Linked DNA regions of Gossypium hirsutum: region 2 is linked to region 1. Evidence: chromatin contacts called from public Hi-C data. All regions are on one chromosome and are shown on one strand. Each heading gives the region's core, a stretch centred on a gene start, on an enhancer-like site or on the middle of the called end of the contact. The rest is flanking DNA. Distances are from core to core; before and after follow the strand shown.

The links. Hi-C and Micro-C count contacts between places; a contact is called where the count stands out from the background.
Region 2: a contact with region 1 is called in a Hi-C map of leaf, with 2.5 times the contacts expected there. The contact joins the promoter of LOC107896404 here to the enhancer-like site in region 1. A contact is called at or near these places in 3 of 34 Hi-C or Micro-C datasets (callus and leaf).

What each region holds. Positions count from the first base shown.
Region 1 is chrA10:101,899,949-101,904,880 of Gossypium_hirsutum_v2.1, reverse strand. No RefSeq gene overlaps it. Among protein-coding and RNA genes, the nearest start is that of LOC107944934, 4.5 kb to the right of the region's middle. Within about 2 kb of position 3,045, at least 3 of the 9 cell types and tissues checked have an H3K27ac peak or open chromatin away from gene starts, as enhancers often do. A contact at or near this core is called in leaf, where this site is marked.
Region 2 is chrA10:101,982,152-101,987,083 of Gossypium_hirsutum_v2.1, reverse strand. LOC107896404 (putative vacuolar protein sorting-associated protein 13F) reads left to right here and starts at 1,962. Exons shown (of 5, transcript XM_016821569.2): 1 at 1,962-2,362; 2 at 2,651-2,705; 3 at 2,808-2,864; 4 at 3,484-3,561; 5 at 3,708-4,334. The coding sequence starts at 2,105. The coding sequence ends at 4,204. It overlaps LOC107896403, which reads left to right. Exons shown (of 10, transcript XM_041079148.1): 8 at 49-135; 9 at 360-431; 10 at 797-1,382. The coding sequence ends at 1,117.

The DNA.
Region 1 (4,932 bases), core at 1,796-4,295:
GTGGAGATAGGGGTGTTCAATCGGTTAACCGACCTAAACTAACATTAACCGAATTAACCGACCCTTTTAGACTCTTAACTGTTAACCAAATTGAAATTTTTTCAAAAAAATTAATTGAACCGAACTTTTTGAGTTAATTTGGTCGGTTAACCGAATTAACCGAAATTTATATATATATTTTATTTTTTATTAAAACAAGTATAAAACAGATACAAAATTAACTGATTTAACAGGCCGATTAATTTATATTTTCAAAAAATTAATTGAACGAACCGAATACTTATATATTATAATATTATTTATTAAATTCAGTTAACTTGTTTAACTGACCGATTTCTAACCGAATTAACCATTAACAGAGCTTTCAAAAAATTATTAACCGACCTCCGATCGAAGTAATTCGATTAATTAACCGATTAACCGAAATTTAATTAGTTAACCGAATTAATTCAATTTTACGCAAAATTTACACACCCTAAGTGGAGATAGAATATTGGGAGGGAATCAACCTTGTTTCATCATCCCACGTCACCTATGTCTTATGTTTGGATAATTAATAAATAAAAAAGAAAGAAAGAGAGGGAAGATCAAAGAATAGTAAGGAAATATTTCTTTATTTCTTTCACGGTTAAAACAATAATAGAAATGAAAAATAAATGAATTTTAACTTTTTTCTTTTGTTTAGTTAGGATTGGTAAAAGAAAGTAAATGATTTGCTTAAATAAAATTTTAATTATCAATTTATTTAAATAACATAGAATAATTAAATAATTTAAAAATTATAAAAAATTTCCAATGTTAATAAAAAATATAAATTAATCAACAAGTGTTGAGTGTAATGATAAAACACATTATACTTTAAAGAGAGAATGCATGATTGAATTTTGGAAATGATGTGATTGAGAGAGGCAGTTATGAACCTGGAATATAATTGTAAAACAGACATAGAAAATACCAAAAAAAAATTGATACAAATTTTAAAAAATAGTGTCCTAATAATTAAAAATCATAAATAATAATTCCTATTGTTAACTTAAAAAAATATAATTTAATTTGATACATTTTTTTTAAAAAAAATAGAGTCCTAATAATTAAAAATGTAGAAAATAATTTTGATAGTCTTATTTTGATAAAAAAATAAAAAGCAAAAAAAGGTCTTAATATTTTTAAGAGTTACAATAATATAAAAAAGTAAAAGAAATGATAATTTAGAAAAAAAAAAAAAGGATTAGAGTCATTTATAGCGAAGTAAGAAGCTATTAAAAAGGATAGAAATTTCAGTGTATTTTTTGTATTTTATAAATATTCTTAAAAAATTGACAAGTCTCTTTTTTTAATAATTCAATATACTCTTAAAAAATATTTGTCAACTCTCTAACATTACTTGTGAAATTTACAAACTCTACCATCTATATTAAATAACTTTTTAAATAAAAAAAGATAAAAATAAAATTTTAAAACTAAAATATTATTAGATTTCTTCTTCTCTCACTTTGAACAAATAGGGTATTAAAAAGAAAAGGGAAATCGAGGGATTATCTATTCCCTCTTCGTTTCCTCCTATGTAAAAATATAATATCCAAATAAGAGTAATGTAAAGCTCAAATGCTACAAAAGGGATGAATTGATGATTAAAAACTTTGTAATAAAGATTGACAAATAAAAATTAATTTAAAAATTTTAAAGTGATTCGACTCTAATTGCCTATATGTATTACCTTAACTGTTTACAATTAAAGATTTTTCAAATTTACTAATTTGAAAAATTTTAAATACAATATTTAACTTTTACAACACTATTTTTTTTTTCATTTTGTGAATAAAACACAATCATACATAGAAATTGACTGAGCCATAAAAACACCTCTTTCCTTGTCTGCTTCAAAAAATTCTAAGACTTCCTTAAGAGGGATTTCAAATAATTGTAGGTCCTTTTTTTGTAAAGGTTAACTTAGCTAAACAATTTGTACGTTGATTATGCTTCCTAAAAATAGTAAACAAAATAAAATGATTTCCATTTAAAGTTTTCTACCCAAAACCTTAAAGTTACCACTCATAAAAACCTTTCTATACAATAATTAAGTCCACTCAAGTGAATTACAACTCTTGAAATGATGAAAAAAAATAAAACTCCATGCATGTGAAATAGAGATATGAGTACTCCAAGTGAAAGATTGGATTTTTCCACATTAAGCTTTGTAAACTTTGTTTCTTGTCTTTTTCTTGATATTCTTAAACTCTATTTATACTCTATTTTCTTTTTCTTTTCTTTTCTTTTTTTATTTCTAGCCATTTGGAGCAGCTAAATAAAAATTTGAGCCTTTGAAAACATTTACTCAAGCATTAAATACAATTTAAATATTTTTAACATAAAATTCCTGATGTAATCCCCAACAATTTATATTTTATCTTTTTCCTCATAATAAAAAAATCCTAACTTCAACCTCTCTACTAAGAACACATAATATAAAGACAATTTATAGAATTTGATCAACATAATATTAAGGATTTTAATTATTTGGACAAACTAATGGTATCATAAAAATAGATGATGAAATTATGTAAAATTAAAATATAATGACTAAACTTGAAACTTGAAACTTACCATTATAATATAATGATTAAAAATAAAATTGTGCCATTAGTTAGTCCAAATATTTAGCACCTTTGATATTTTGAGTAGCCGGCGTGAATTTTTTTAATAACCCTTGTTCCAATTCACTATGTTAAAACAAATTTTATTAGAACAAAATTTTTTAAAAAATCAACATAAAAAATTTAATTGAAATAATATTAATTATTTGGACTTAATTGAAATAATATTAATTATTTCGACTAATACTATTGTAAAGTTTGAGAGCCAAGTTATGTAAGATTAAAATATAAAAACTAAATCTCAAATGTTATTATAATAGAGGGACCGATAGTGAAATTTTACCACTATAACTGTAATGGCAAAAAAAAAATGAATGAGAGGGGTTGGACGCGTAGGCCTTCCTTTTATATAGAAGAGGGACCAATATTGAAAATTTACCATATAATTAATGGCAAAAAAAGAAAAAATGAATAAGAGGTGGTTGGACGCGTGTCACGAGGAAGGCCTTCAGGGCCATCTACTAGTATCATTTCCCTAGATTCGCTTGGGAAACCTTTTTAATTTTTTTTTCCTTAAAATTTTATAAAAAATAAATGATGTGAACTAAAAGTAATTAATATACATATATAATTTTTATAATTTTGAATAATTTTCATTCAAACATACTTATTACTTGTAATATATATAATTTTTAATTTTTAGTAAATATTAGTTCGTTATCCCTAATTCACTTTTGGAAAATATATAATCATTCATTTCAATTAAATTAATTAAAAATATTTTTTATAAGAATATCAATAGGTCATGTAGTAAAATCTTAATCCAGTTGTGGAGTTAAAATTTTCCTTCATTTATGTGCAAAATAATTACTCTTTTATTAAATAAATTGACTAATGATTGTGTTAAGTACAGATTTTTTAAAGATTAAATTATGATTATAGTCTCTTTACTATGTTTAGATTTAAATTTAGTATGTGTCCCTTAATTTGATATAATTTAATTCTTTTACATAATATCTTAATTAATTAAAATAGTTAATACCTTTAATTATTCTAGTAAAAATGTAGCCCACAATTTTTTTTTAAAATGCTCAACTTTGATGTGATTCTGTATGGCCATGAGAGGGGGTGGGGGTTTCCATAGACCAGAAGCACAAATGAGAGCTTTTCAATTAACGAGTGTGGGTTACACTATATATATGGGCTTTAATGGTTATAAATATACACGGTGCAATAATCAAGAAGGAAGTCACAAGATGGAACTACGTCTTAATAAAAGCTTTGCTAACACGGGTTGGTGTAACAGATTCTCAAAGTCACAGTACGTTTGGTTTCATCTAATAAAATAAAGGCTGTAGTTGAATAAAATTGTAATGAGTAATTTTAATTGTTTAGTTCAACAGAATAAAATGAAATAGAATCGTAATAATATTCATGTATTTGATTGAATAGAATAGATATTATAATAACATAAAGAATAATGTTTAAATGACCAAAGTGCCCTTAACAGAATTTTTTAGATAGATAATTATTGTTATTATTATTAAACTTTAATAACATTTTTATTAAATATATTTTAATAATATTTTAAAAATATATATTTTAATAAAAATAATAAATAATTTAATCATATTTTAACATAATTATTATTAAATATAATTTAATAAAATAATATATAATTTAATAATTATTATAATATGAATTAAAAAATATATAATATTATAAAAATAATATATAACCTACTTTAATATTTTTAAACTGCAATACATATTTAATGTGCTAAAATATCATTAGTGAAATAAATAATTTAATTATTCTAAAATAAAAAGAAAAATATTAAAAGTAATAAATAGCTTGAGAATTATATTTTACATCCAAACATAATGTTCATATATTAACAAAAAGTTACATGATTTCATTAGCTTATATGTCATAATCTATATGTTAAATTTTACAACAAAAAAGTTACAACACTATAATGACATTCTATCATAACATTATAATGACATTATACCATCCAAATATTACATATACAAAAAGTTACCAAAACATTACCAACACAACCATGATTTTTAATGATTAAAAAGAAATATTCTCACCCATTCCAATTGCACAGAAGAATGTAGACTAAAGAAAATTAGCATCGCGTTGGATGCTCTTACATTCATGCTCAAACTCTAGATATGATGGCAAGTATATCAGAAAAGCAAAAAATAAATATATCATGTTAGGTAGTTTCAAATTCATGGTTGGCCAACAAATTAAAGGCTAGTAATTCTAATTCTTTAACCCTCCCCCAAGGCAAATCAAGCAAAGCAAGCAAGGTATCAAGTAATAG
Region 2 (4,932 bases), core at 713-3,212, 83 kb before region 1:
ATTTGTTCCCTAACAAGAAATTAATATTGTTTTTGGAACTTACCTAAGGAATGCAAAGATTTTCATCAAGCAAAAGATGGTGATGGATGGGTTGAACAATCGTCGGAGCCCTTATTTTTCGGATTTTTGCTTAAGGTATGCACTGTCCACTTCTCATTACATGCAGATACTATTCCATTTTTCAATATCTTTGATTTGACACAAGTGATAATACAATCTCTTGAAAAAGAAACAGTTATAGGGATTGCTTTTAGAAGTATTGACCCCAGTTAGTTGAGGGTCAAGTCTTGTTTGAGTTGATATTCTTAAGATCTGTTTCTACTTTTTTTTTACATAAAGTTAATTGATTGTCGGTCTAGGTGGAAGCTCCCTCTGCCTATGTCTGTGCTGATAGCAAGATATACGATGCTACTGAATGGTATATTTGTCAGGTAAAGTCAACTTTCACTTGGTATTTGTTATCATGTTAATCTGCCACCCATCATGGATACATTTCTAAGGAGGTTTGAAGCATTTATTCAAAAGATTAACAGGAGCTACTGCTCTTTTTCTGGTTACCTAAAAAAGTTTAAGGCGATCTTTGGTTGTTAGTAAGAAGTTTGTCTTCGACCAAAAAATACCTGTGGGAAACTGTTAATATGAAGATATCTGGAGTTGAATAGGATGCTAAATGGGTTTCACATGGAATTTTCACAAGTTGTACCCACTTTGACATCCATCTCCGTCGCGTATGTGACTGTATTAGTCTTTTGATATGAATCATGTCTACACTTAATACTGCTGGATTATGTTGCAGGGAATGAGATGTCCACCTAACACACATAAGCCAAGTTTTCATGTGAACACTAGTGTGACATCCAAGCATGCTACTGGCAAGGGATCAAGTTCAGGACAGAGAGGTGGCACAATGCCAACTCCTCCTAATCTGGAAGAAACGATGACCGAAGAAGAATTCTTAGCGTGGTTACAGAATGCAGTACAAGGAGGCATGTTTGACAACTTTAACGGTAGCAGCACCTCTGCTGAAAATCCATCTACGAAAGCAGAAAGCAGCTCGAAGAGCAGCAGCAGCGGTAGTGGAAGCAAGAGAAAGAAAAAGGGTAAGAAACAATGGTAAGCTGCAGTCATCATGATTTGTGTAGGCCCGGATTGTCGAGAGAGAAAGCAATTTTTGGCCATAAACATCCAGAAAACTTGAATCCATGTTTAACTTGTTCTCGGGCCTTGAGGCATATTTCATGCAGATTTTGTATAGCATTTACTATCATCTTCCTTCAAATAATTAGATATGGAGCATCATACCAAATATGAAATAGATTGCAGAACCTGGAGGTTAATCTTCCCGGTTATAGTATTACTAAAAAAATTTGCAGTTCTCTTCTTACACATTCTTCATTTCATTTTGTTGTCAGTATCCTGATCAAAGCGTCAACTGAATTTCTAGTTCAATTTTTTTTTTCATTTGAAGAAATGCCTGACGATACTCTCAATTGCCATACAAGATGGTAGAATTATAATTCAGGACAATTTCCCTTTTCCTTTACTGAAATGGAAGTTGAAAGGATATTGTATTTTCTGAGGATAAATACTCGTATTAGTTCTTGTACAATGCAAATTTTATTTTTTTCTCTTTATTTTGATTTGTTCATTTTTAGTTTTGATATTTTAAAGTTATTAAATTAAATTTTACTATTTTTAAAAATTTTAAGTAATAAATATATTTTTAAATGTTATGTTAGTTTGATATTTTGACATAATCACAAAAAGATTTCATGTGTACAAGATATAACAAGATTGATAGTAGAATTTGATATAACAAAGGGTTTATCAGCTACTGTTAGCTGTTACTTTAAAATTAAAGTATAAAATCTAAATCTATAACGTAGGGCTAATAATCGAATTTTACCTACTGCGAACTATGTGATTTAAAAAGTGAAATTCACACGTCGCATAAATGGGCTTTACGATGTGGGTGTTGGGTGGCAGACTCAACCCATGGATTAGAAGCACCCATAAATGGCTCAATTCTATCTTTTTTATCCGTAACTCCAGATATTAAAGAGATATATGTTATTAGACTCTGCAACTCCTTCAAGTTCCTGCAATGGAGTCACTCCTACACTCTTCTACGAAAATTGTTGCTCCCACCCAACCCAAACTTCAAATAAAATGTGGGTTCTTCGGAAACCAACACTCTTTCTCCATATTCCCGCAACAAAACTCTTGCCTTGGTCGTAGAAAGCTTTTAATTGTGGAGGCAAAGAAGAACAAAAACAATGATATTAAGCAAGACAGTCACAGTTTCATCCCCAAACCAGATGAGACCACTGGGTTCTTCCCTGAAGCTGTTCTTCTCAAAGAGGTCTCTTTTCTGCATAAACCCATGTTCCTTTTTTTTCTCCTTTTTATGTTTTCTTTATTTGTGTTATTATAACTCTGCAATATCAATTGGGTTATATATCTATGTCTAGTAAAGATAAGAGTTTTTTCCCCTTTTTTTTTGCTTAGTAAAAAGAAAAGGCCAAGGCTTTCTTATTGTGAACTGCCACTGTTTCACGTACTGTTTTTGTGTTCCATTTGAGAAATTTTAGCTCCTTAATCTTTTTTTTTTCATGGAATTTGAGGTGTGGGTTTTCTCTTTGAATTGCAGAAGAAAGTTCAGGAAGATGGTAGACTTCTCCCAGAATTTGCTGACGAAGAAGAACGTAAGTCAATTGTGGTCATTAAGTTTGTATAACCTGCTTTTATATTTCAGATGAATAAATATAGCCGCGTTGTACTCATTAAAATTTTTTGTAAATTTGCAGAAGAATTGTATGAATCTCTCAACCTTGAGCTGCAAAGCGCATTGAACTTGGAACGCAGTAAGCCCACTTCTCGTAGTTACTTTGTAGTTTCTGCTAGTATGATAGGATTAAACATAAAGAAATTTATGGTTGTTTTCTTGAAAAAATTATTATTCTATCATAGTCATCAAGCTTTTTATTTGGTTTTCACAATTATACTCTTTTCTCTGCTTCTTGCCTTTTAAAAAGTGAAAAATATCTTCGAAATGGTTTAATTGACTCCTCATAGTTGTCTGAGCAGACCATGTTGTTGCAAGAATTCTTGATTCATGAATTGTAGGATGAACTTATGTCACTACTAACAAAGACTTCAGCAAGTGTTGGATTCAAAGCTGATTTTAGAAAGTATAAATTGATTTATTGAACTCCTGAATATGAAGCCAAAGATATCAACATCTTGGCAGCCTTCCAAGGAAATGGAAGATGAATATCTTAAAATGGGAGTTGAATAATTCAGGGAAACTCATGGTTTTATTAGCCTTTGTAATATCAAAGTTGCATTTTGGGGTTCTGATTTCTGTCAAATATGGAGAAGCAAACCTTTTATCATTGTATAGACAACGTGGATATTCTTTTTTCAATGTTGTTTGACATCTGGTCACTTTGTTATGATTCATTGTTCTCCTTGTTTTTACAGTGCGGCACTACGAGGTTGTTTATTTAGTTCATGAGAAGCATGATGAAGAGGTTGAAAGTGTCAATGAGAAAGTCCAAGGTAACTTGGTGTAAATTGTATGCTTATTGTTCTTTTCATTTTGGGCTATTAGTATCCTTTTATTGAATTCCCAACATATTCTTTTGAAAGAATCAATGAGAAAGTTCAAGGTAACCTGGTGTAAATTTCTTATATTATATCTGCAGATTTCTTGAGGGATAAGAAAGGCAGGTTATGGAGATTGAATGATTGGGGTCTTCGGAGACTAGCATACAAGATAAAGAAAGCTAAGAATGCCCACTACATCTTGATGAACTTTGAGTTGGAAGCTAGATGGATTAATGAGTTTAAGACTATGTTAGACCAAGATGAAAGAGTCATTCGGCATCTGGTGATAAAAAGAGACGAGGCAATCACCGAGGATTGTCCACCTCCACCTGAGTGGCACACTGTTCGTGCAGGTGGTGATGATGAAGCTGAAGTCGAAGATGATGAAGATTATGATGATGGTGATGATGTATATGAAGTTGATGATGATGAAGAGCTGGAGGAGGAGGATTGGGATGGAGAAGATGATGTGGATATCTTTGAAGATGGTATTGTTGCTGGAGATGATGATTACATAGAAGAATCAAATCACAAATCAGGTAGTGTCGGGAATAAAGGTAGAAGAAATCTTAAAGCTCAAAAAGTTTCTAAATAGGTAAACATTCTTCTTAAATCTCTCTTAGTATTCAGTTTTGAGAGGTGAGAGCAGGTGTTCTTGGAAGGTTTGTATGTTTATGAAATTTCATGACTATTTTTAGTGTTAAATGAAGAAATTATATTTTTGATATGAACAATGGAAATCATCTACAAACCTCAAGACCCACACTTGCTATGACAACACTTTCAATGCCAAGTTAAAATTACTGATAGAAAACACTTCAGCTGACCCTTTGTATGTTTATGAAATTTCATGACTATTTTTAGTATTAAATGAAGAAATTATATTTTTGATATGAACAATGGAAATCATCTACAAACCTCAAGACCCACACTTGCTATGACAACACTTTCAATGCTAACTTACTGATAGAAAACACTTCAGCTGACCCAACCATTGATTTTTTGTTGAATCAACAATAATTTAAGAATTTAATGCCAGCTTAATTAGAAGAACCAAACTCCTCCCAGTCATCCCGAGTAACAGATAAACACTACCAGCCTTCTTTGAGGTCCACTTCGCCCTCAATCTTCACTATCACTAGCAAAACCAACTACTCCGTGAGTAACAAGTGAGAGTAAAAAAACCCATGGTTACTTGTATTTCGTCTGCAGCCATTGTTGCAACCAGACTCTTCATTTTAGAGAACCTTTTAACACTGTTGGAGATATGAGATTATTGGCTTAAGGTAATATCTGAAATTCAAACTTGGGAATTATATGCCA